Regions from separate parts of the Urocitellus parryii genome. Here region 2 is linked to region 1. Evidence: chromatin contacts called from public Hi-C data. All regions are on one chromosome and are shown on one strand. Each heading gives the region's core, a stretch centred on a gene start, on an enhancer-like site or on the middle of the called end of the contact. The rest is flanking DNA. Distances are from core to core; before and after follow the strand shown.

What was found. A called contact is a pair of places that touch in the nucleus more often than the background predicts.
Region 2: a Hi-C map of muscle shows a contact between it and region 1, with 8 times the contacts expected there. The contact joins the promoter of Uba1 here to the promoter of Znf157 in region 1. A contact is called at or near these places in 2 of 2 Hi-C or Micro-C datasets (liver and muscle).

The regions. Positions count from the first base shown.
Region 1 is chrX:92,521,895-92,527,137 of mUroPar1.hap1, forward strand. Znf157 (zinc finger protein 157) reads right to left here and starts at 1,800. Exons shown (of 5, transcript XM_077793963.1): 1 at 1,754-1,800.
Region 2 is chrX:92,679,008-92,683,702 of mUroPar1.hap1, forward strand. It overlaps Uba1 (ubiquitin like modifier activating enzyme 1), which reads right to left and starts at 2,378. Exons shown (of 26, transcript XM_026413735.2): 1 at 2,274-2,378.

The DNA of each region.
Region 1 (5,243 bases), core at 550-3,049:
GGATTTGAACTCCTGATCCCTCTGCTTCAGCCTCCCAAACGGCTGGGATTACAGGTGCATCCCCAGACTTTTTATTTTATTTTGAGACAAGGTCTTGCTAAATTGCTGGGGTTGGCCTCAAATTTGAAATCCTCCTGCCTCAGCCCCCCATATTACTAGGATTCCAGGTGTGCATCACCACACCAACTGGAAAAAATGTTTTAAAAACTCTCTTAAAAATTCTTCTACAGGAGAGTTTGAGTCTCTCCTTTCCAGAAGATGGTAAACATTAATACTGTTATGTATTACATCAGCAAATTAGGGGTGACATGCTGCTACTAATTTATACCCCAAAGGCATCTAACACAGTTCAACAGCCATTACTAATAAAAGCTCAGACTAAAATTAGAGAAGAAAATAAGTTAAATATCACAAAAATTACTTATGAAATTGAAACATAGCCCTGAAATATTATACCAAAAAGTAAATGGAACTATTGCCATTGAAATTAGTAAAAAGGGCTGAAGGTGTAGAATGCATGCTTAGCATATGTGAGACCCTGGGTTCCACTCCTGCATCACAAAAACAAAAAAGAAAAAGAGGTAATCCCAGCAACTGAGGAGACTGAGGCAGGAGGATCACAAGCAGGAGGCCAGCCTCAGCAACTTAGAACTTGTCTCAAAATAAAAAATAAAAGAGGCTGGGGATGTAGCTCAGTGGTAAAGCACCATGGAATTCAATCCCTAGGACAGACAGACACACACACACACACACAAAGATAGACTCCTGCTATGTCTCAAAAATTGTTTTGTGAGCTCTAGATGAAATAGAGTAAATATTAAGAAATGAAAATGTAGCTTTCTTTGCCAGTGATTTGATTTTATACATTCAAAACTTACCAGACTGCTAAAGGGTTACTAGGATTCACAAGGTACAGTGAAAAGGGGCTGGATTCGAGATAAAATGATAACAGCAGATACTTTTTCCCTATAATAGCAATGAGCAAATGGAAATGGAAGAAAAATCTATTAATAATTATAATAGCAGGAAACATATAACATCTAAGAATAAACTTGTTAGAGGAGTTGGGCCTATACAATTAAAATGGTTTAGAAATTTGGACAAAATATGGCTGCACATCTGTAATCCCAGAGATGGGGGAGACTGAGGCAGGAAGATCAAAATTTTAAGGCCAGTATCTACAAGGTGGTGAGGCTGTAGCTCAAAATTTAAATAAAATAAAATAAAAATAAAAAGGGCTGGGGACGTAGCTCAGTGGTAAAGCGCCCTGGGTTCAATCTCCAGGAAGAGAAAAAACAATTTTAAAAAATGATGCTTCATAACCCTCTTCAATCTATTGTATGAAATATGATATGTCAAGAGCTTTGTAATGTTGTGAACAACCAATAAAAAATCAATAAATTAATTTAAAAAAAAAATGATGCTTCAAGGGAGCTGAAAGCAGACTACCCCAGAGGCTCCTAACCTTGACCCCCACAGACTCTCATTCACTGGGTTCTTTAATTCACCAGCAACTGGCACACAAAACCTTCCAATTTATCCTTCCCAAAATACAACAAAGCCATCACCTCAAAACCACCTGAGAGACTGTCACGCCATATACCCTCATGCACTGGCTTTAGTGCCACGCGCCGAGACTTAAATGGCCTCTGAGGACCATTTCCGTTTCCTGTCCTCACCCCAGACACTGCACCTTCTAGGACTGTTGGTTTTGCACCCAATCATAAGGGCTGAGAGGTTGCAGTCTACTCACACTTGAACAAGGTGTTGTTACGGATCGGCAGAGACTTTGGCCGTGAATGGCGTTATCAGGACATCAACATGGCCGCGCTAGGGCTTCTCTCCATGAGAGCCGCCATATTTGCGCCCAATTCCGTACAGCGGGCTGTTCCACAGAAGGCGGGATCAACGGGGGTGTTCAGGTGTAGAAGCTTGGCGAAGGCAAGCTTCCGGTAGACGCTGGACTTTGGAAATGGATTCTGTAGATCAGTACAAAGTTTAGCAAAACAAAGTTGCCTTTCCTTCCGGGAGCATAGGGAGGTGTACCCTTAGCTCTTAAGTAGATACATTGAGCAAGAGGGAAAAGGACTCAGGATGGTACAATCCTCTTCTTGGCGCTACCACTGGGATGAGGAGGAGAAGTCAGGTTAAAGCGGCACAGGTTCCCTCATGGGCGATACCATTGGAGAAGACCGGAGGGGGGGAGAATTAGGGTGATAAGTCTCCTCTTAATGTGCCACAATTGCCGTAGAGGGGACTTGAATCCCCCTCAATTTCCATTATCCAGATAAGAGGATGGTAGCCAGGAATAATAAAAATAATAGTCTTCCACATGGACAACTAAGGTTTTTCAACAAACTCTCAATAGAAAAATGTTTAGTAAACGTTATAAGGATACTTTTGGTGAAATGTACCTCCAAGGACATATCTCCTCCTCTTGCTGCCAACAAGATACAGCTGATTAGCATCTCCTGTATGTAAATTCAGAAGCTGCTAGTGAATTATGGATTTTCTTTATATGTGAACTCCTACACATTTTTCCAAACCTAGTCCAAATATATACTCCTCCAGGAAGCCTTCCCTGATTAGAGGTAGGGGGATATTTTCCCTGCTGAAGTTGTTTCAGAACCAGCAGGTAGGTTATGGCTTAGCTTGGGTATGGATAACTAGCACCCTAAAGACATCTAAATCCTCTCTCTGGGCCGTAGCTCATCATTACCCCCACTTTCTTTGTCCATCTTGCAGTATTGGTGAGTTGAAAGAAAGACAATGACATCTGTGAGAATACTGCTATAAGGCATACACTTCTACAAAAATTCCCCAAACTCATTATTGTTGTGACTTCTGCTCAACATCTCAAACCCTGGACTCTGTTAACTCATCCACCACCAATGCCTCTGTAAACTGATCTTAAACATGGATCAGGCTAGGCGCAGTGGCACACACCTGTAATTCCAGAGGCTCTGGAGGCTGAAGGAGGAGGATAGTGAGTTTAAAGCCAGCCTCAGCAAATTAGCAAGACCCTAAGCAACTCAGAGAGACCCTGTCTCAAAATAAAGTATTTTTTAAAAGGGGAGGGATGTGGCTTAGTGGTTAAGTGCCCTGGGTCCAATCCCCAGTACAAGAAAAAAAAAATCTATTAACTCCCCAACACCTATGTCTATCAATGATTCCTGCATTTTCATTTTGAATCCAAACTTCTCTGTGTGTGTGTGTGTGTGTGTGTGTGTGTGAGGATTGAATTCATAAGCACTCTACCACTAAGCCATGCCCCCAGGCCATTTTATTGGCCACAAATTGTGATCCTCCTGCCTTAGTCTCCTGAGTTGCTGGGATTACAGGCTTGTACCACTGTAACAAGCCAAATCCAAGCTTCTTGTTATGGTTTGAATCTGGAATGACCATCCAAATTTGCATGTGCTCAGAAGTGAGGCTTTGGGGGAATAACAAGATCATGAGAGTTCTGACCTCATTAGTGGATTAATCCATTGATGGCTGAATGGACTACTGTGAAGTGGAAACTAGTTGAAGGAATCAGGTCACTTGGGTCGTGCCCTGGTCACCCCTGAAACCTTTGTACCTGTAAGCCAAAATATATCTTTCCTCCTCTAAGTTGTTTTTCTAAATATTTGCCAAAGTAACAAAAGGCTGACTACCATACTTCTGCTTGCTAACTCTTCTTTTATAAATTGAGAGACTGGATATCTATTAGTTTTCCACTAACAATCCCTCTCAAAGCCTCTGTGTTCTAAATCTCAACTATGGAGCCAGGGTTAATTCTTCTACCATCAAAGTCCTTCTGATTAGATATCCAAACCCATCACTTTAACAAATGCCTGAGTTAAAGTTCAAACCAGAGGGACAATGATGTTTTTAAACTAACAGAAGCTCAGGGTAAGGAACTGGCCCAGAGAGCCATTAACAGTAAAAATGTATTCATACTAGAAGACTTCTTACAGGCCTATGTTTGCTACCTATGAAACAAGATGGTTTCTGGAAAAATGATTTCTGGAAAAATCATTAACAGAAATTTATAGACAAAACCAGGGAGACTGATGATGGAAAAATTAATATTTTCTTTTCTTTTTTGGTACTGGGAATTGAATTCAGGGACACTCAACCACTGAACTGTATCCCCAGCCCTATTTTGTATTTTATTTAGAGACAGGGTCTTACTGAGTTGCTTAGTACCTCTCTGTTGCTGAGGCTGGCTTTGAACTTGTGATCCTTCTATCCTAGCCTCCCGAGTCACTGGGATTACAGGTGTGTGCCAAGGCACCTGGTGAAAAATTAATATTTTCTTAGAATATAGACTTGGCATAGTTAATGGAGGCCCCAGGTCTCAAGGTCAGAAATTATGATACATCAGCCTAGGTCTGTATCTCTCTTTCTCTCTCTCTCATATCCCCATTCCAGGGTAAACCAGCCACTATGTCATAAGGCCATTCAGATGGCTTTTTTGTTCTGTGGTAGGGATATAACCTAAGGCCCTGTGTATGCTAAGCAAGCGTTCTGCCACCAAACTACATTCCCAGACCTCAAACGGCCTTTGGAGAGGCCCTTGTACCAAGCATTCCTGTTAATAGCCAGTGAGGAACTGAGGCCCTTAGCCAACAGCATTTTTTTTTTATAACAGCGACTGAACCCAGGGGCCCTTAACCACTGAGCAACAGCCCCAGTCTTTTTTATTTTTTTGAGACAGGGTCTCTCTGAGTTGCTTAGGGTCTTGCTAAGTTGCTGAGGGTGGCTTTGAACTTTTGGTCCTCCTGTCTCAGTCTCCACACCCAGCCACCAATAGCTAGTCAAATAAAGCAGCTTAGAAGTAAAAAACATTATGAGAGATCCTAAGACAGAACCACCCAGGTAAGCCAAATTCTTTATACCACAGAAACTGAGATAATAATATTTGTTGTTTTAAGTTTCTATGTTTGGGGATTGTTTGTTATGCAGCAATAGATAGCTAGTATAGGTATTTGTTTCATTAAAGTCTTAGTATTTTGTTCATTAAGAATTTATTGCTGGGGCTGGGGTTGTGGCTCAGTGGTAGAGTGCTCGCCTAGCACTTGCAAGGTCTTGATTCGATCCTAAACGCCATATATAAATAAATAAAATAAATGTATAAATAAATAAAGGACTGGGGATGTAGCTCAGTGGTAAAGCACCTCTGAATTCAATACCCAGTACCAAAAAAAAGAATTATTAAAAAAGAATTTACTGCATTAATTTTGACTTTTGAAAATATT
Region 2 (4,695 bases), core at 1,128-3,627, 160 kb after region 1:
ACTATTTGCCTTTGACATGTGCCTCGGTTTCCCCAACTGTGAAGATTAAAATTGTGATTGAACCCATCCACCTCATAGAGATGAATTTGTTATGAAAATCAGTAAAAGTGAATTATGGAATGAGCCTTAGAACAATATCGCCACAAAACACTGCTAAATTTTTTAAATTACAATATGTATATCTTTAAAATACTATATGTGTGTATATATATATATATGTATATATACACACAAACATATTTACATTAATATAAAATTAGTTATGGGTGAGGATATCTCCAGCTACTTCAGAAACCCCCAACTTAGGCCACTATTTCCCCATCCAGAAAATCAAAATAACAGTAACTTACCTTGCATTGGAGTTTCTTTTTCCTCTTTCCCCCTTTCTTTTTTTGTTCTGGGAATTGAACCCAGGGGCACTTTACCACTGAGCTACATTCCCAGCCCTCTATCTATTTTAAGACAGGGTATCCCTAAATTGCTGAAGCTGGCCTCTAACTTGAGATTCTCTTGGTCTCCCGAGTTGCTGGGACCAGGTGTGCATCACTGCGCCTGGCTTGGGCTGGAGTTTAAATGCCTAAATTTGTAGAAAGGGTTTAGAACACTGATACATAGTAAATACTATATAACTAACAATAGTAGTCTCCTTTAAAAAAAATAGGGTATTGCCCAGGCTGATCTCACCAGGGCGCAAGTGATCCTCCAGCCCCGGCCTCCTTAGTGGCCTGACTACAGGTGTACAACACTGTGCCCAGCAGTGGTGCTACTATTAACTTGGGGGAAGGATGTTATAGCATTTGATTATTAAGACTATAGACTCAGGAACTAGACTGACTGGGTTTGAATCCTGGCTGGGCCACTGTGTGATCTTAGGCAAATTACTTAGCTTTCCTGTGTCCCAGTTTTCTCATCTATAAAATGGGATAATAATAACATACCTCCTAGGATTTTTCTGAAGATAAAATGGACTTATAAAGTCACTAAGGGCTGGGGTTGTAACTCAATGGTGGAGCGCTTGCCTTGCACGTGTGTGGCAGTGGGTTCCATCCTCAGCACCGCATATAAATAAATAAAGGTATTGTGTCCATCCACAACTAAAAATATTTTTTTAAAAAATCGCTAAATGAGCGATTTTATCCGTATACTCGTTATCCAGATACCCATTTTTCATGCTCATTCAAAGTTTGGCTAAATATCACACAACTAGCATGAAGCCATGAGATTTGAATCCAGAGGCTCGGTTGATAATCTGGGATTACTGGGCCAGAAGGAAGGAAATGCAGAGGCCTCATCCTTCACCAGACACAGGGCTTAAATCCTGGAATCTATAAGAGAAATCTAACCGCGGATCATGCAGATGAAGCTGTGAAAACCACGCCCCTCATAAATTGGGCACAGTGCCCCTAGAAAAGTCTCAGAAAACTCCGGGCACTACTCACCTCGATTGATTTTTGTATAAATAAGCAATAAACTCTAGTTTGCTCGGCAGGCTTTGGAATACCCCTTTAGCATGCCCCTTCTGAACGCTGTTCCGCCCCCTCGAGAATAATTCGCAAGCAGATACCTCTGGCGAACCAGGTGCGAAAGAGACCAAAAACTGCTTCCCACCACAGCCCCACCTCCTCATGAATAATGAAAAAAGCCGCGACCAACGAAGGCCGGGAAGCACTACGTCCGCTCAGGAAGAGCCTAGCAGACGGTCTCTTTCCCAGCCTGAGCTGGGGGGCTCCTCTCCCTGGGTCTGAGCCCCAACGTGTCCAGTCTCGCAGTCCCGAGTAACCTCATCAGGCGCGGAGACTTCATCATAGAACCAGAGGTCACAAAGACCACAGATACCTCCACAATGCCACGTCGGTCCCGAATGTTCCCACTGTCACCGGGTCCTGTCCTGAAACAAGCCCTCCCCAAACCTCGCCTAGACGTTAGTAATCTTCAACTCCTCCTCTCTCTCAAGGAAACACCCCAAATCCTGCCGGACGAGTACACATATACAGACCCTAAGTCTCCCCTAGCCTCCCCTAAGTCCTGCCTCCGAGGGGTATAATTATGCCTGCCTCAGAGGGGTACTCCTCGAAACTGACTCCCAAATCCCACCCCAGGGTCCCCCAAAGGCCGCCTACTAAGGGTCTTCTCAAAAGCAGACATCCCACAAATGCCACCCCGGGCCCGTAGCCACCAGATATACCCATTAAGGGATCCCCAAAGTTGGGTTTGGGGGGCGCCCTCCTCCAAATGCTGTCCAAGGGGCTTGGGGAAAAGGTGCTCCAGCTCACCCCCTGTGCCGGGCGGAAGCCTCGCCTTCTTTTTGGAGATGAGCCGAAGCCACGGGGCAACGGAAGAGCAAACCACCTCCGTCGTGCAAGAAGAACCAGAGTTTGCGCGGAGGTCGGAAGCGCGGGGCCTTAGAGGGCCCCCGGTCTGGAATGTACCACAGATGCTTGGCAAGAGGGGTGTTTGCCTCTGCTCCAGTGCTTCTGGCGCCCGTTTCAGATCCAGATACCCCTACAAGCTATGGTACGTCCCAAACGCGAGTGGCATGCTGGGGTTGGTAGTCCTGTCTGGCCAGTGCCTGGTGCACGTGGTGGGTATCAGCGCGCAGAATTCGGGAAAATGTAAGCAAGAGCTGAGGATTTCCGGGAGCCGTACTCTGTGCTGTGGGAAAAGGGAACGGAAAGTGATGGTGCCTCCAGATTAAAAGGCACACCCATCCTACAGATGGAGAGACTGAGGCTCAGGTAGCCAAAGGAGTTCATTCATTTGTCGTTTATGGAGCTCAAACTGTGGGCCAAGTGATGGGGAGTCTTGCCTTCGTGAAACTAACATTTTGGAGTGAGACAGACCATAAACATAAAAAATAAGTAAAAATTATAGTTTCACATATAAATATGTATCATAGTAGGTATCTGTGATTATATAATATAAGTCACTTATTTTATTTTTTATAATATAGGGTCTCCCTTCTGTTGCCCAAGCTGGTCTCAAAATACTGGGCTCAAGTGACCCTCTTCCCTCAGTCTCCCAAGTAGCTGGGACGAAACAAGTCTCTAGGTGGGCTTGATTTTTGTTTGCAGTACTGATGAACAAACTCAGACCTTGGTATTCTAGGCAAGCCCTCTACCACTAAAAGTTACATCTATAATATAAATTATATATAATAAAAATACACATAAAGGTCTGCATTTGTGGTTCAATGATAGAGCGCTTGCCTTGAATGCGGGAGGCATGGGTTCAATCCTCAGCACCACATAAAATAAATAAAGGTATTGTGTTCATCTACAACTAAAAAAAAAAAAAAGAATACACATAAGGACCACGTTTTGCATAAAGTGATAGCTAGTATCAATATGTAAATAATTCACATGCATTTGTATCTGATGAATGTCTTACTGTAAATTCAGTGTGTATATTATGTATTCGAGGGCTGGGGTTGTAGCTCAGTGGTGGAGTACTTCCTTTGTACGTGCAAGGCACTGGGTTCAATCCTCAACACTGTAAAAAAAATATATAAATTCATATGTGAATATATATTGTATAAATATATATAAGTAACAGTAATTATGTATTGTATATAAAGTCATTGCATTGCCTAATGATGTGATATAAACATCAAAGATATAAACATACATAAATCTAGATGGTATAGCCTACTACATACCTAGGATCTGTGGTTTAACTTTTACTCTTAGGCTACAAATGTGTACATCACATTGCAGTACTGAATACTGTAGACAAGTGTAATGCAATGGTATTGTGCATCTAAACATAGTAATGATACAGCACCACATAAAAATAAATAAAATAAAAATAAAGGCACTAGATAATATAGCATTTTTTTTTAATTTTTAATATTTATTTATTTATTTTTTTTTAGTTCTCGGCGGACACAACATCTTTGTTGGTATGTGGTGCTGAGGATCGAACCCGGGCCACACGCATGCCAGGCAAGCGCGCTACCGCTTGAGCCACATCCCCAGCCCATAATATAGCATTTTGACTAGCGTGTACAAAGCCCTAGGGTCAATCCCCAATCTCTCTCTCTCTCTCTCTCTCTCTCTCTCTCTCTCTCTCTCACACACACACACACACACACATAAGCACACAAATAGCAACAGAATGCTGCATTTTAGAGCCATGCATGTGGTGCCCGCTTCTAGACCCAGCTTTTAGCCTGCCTGGGCAATACATTGAGACCCCTTCTTGGTGGGGTTCTTTTTTTTTGTTTGTTTTTTCTGGAACTCGGGGGTCGAACCCAGGGCTTTGGGAATGCAAGGCAGACGCTTTGCCACTGAGCTACATCCCAGCATGAGACCCCTTCTTTAAAAAAAAAGAATCAGGATTTTGGGGGTCTTGGGTTTGGGTTTGAGGGTGTAGTTCAAAGGTTGTGCATTTGCCTTGTCTAGCATGCATGAGACTCTGGATTCAGTCCCTGGCACTTGCAAAAAAAGAAAGGGAGGGAGCCAGGTGCTGTGGTGCATGTCTGTAATCTTGGTGACTCTCTGGAGGCTGAAGCAAGAGGATCATGAGTTCAAATCCAATGTCAGCAACTTAGCGAGGGCCTAAGCAACTCAGGGGAACCTGTCTCTAAATAAAATACAAAAAAGAGCTGGGGATGTGGCTCGGTGGTTAAGCACCTGTGGATTTAATCCCTGGTACCAAAAATAAAAAAGAAAAATAAAAAAGAAAGGAAGGAGTGGG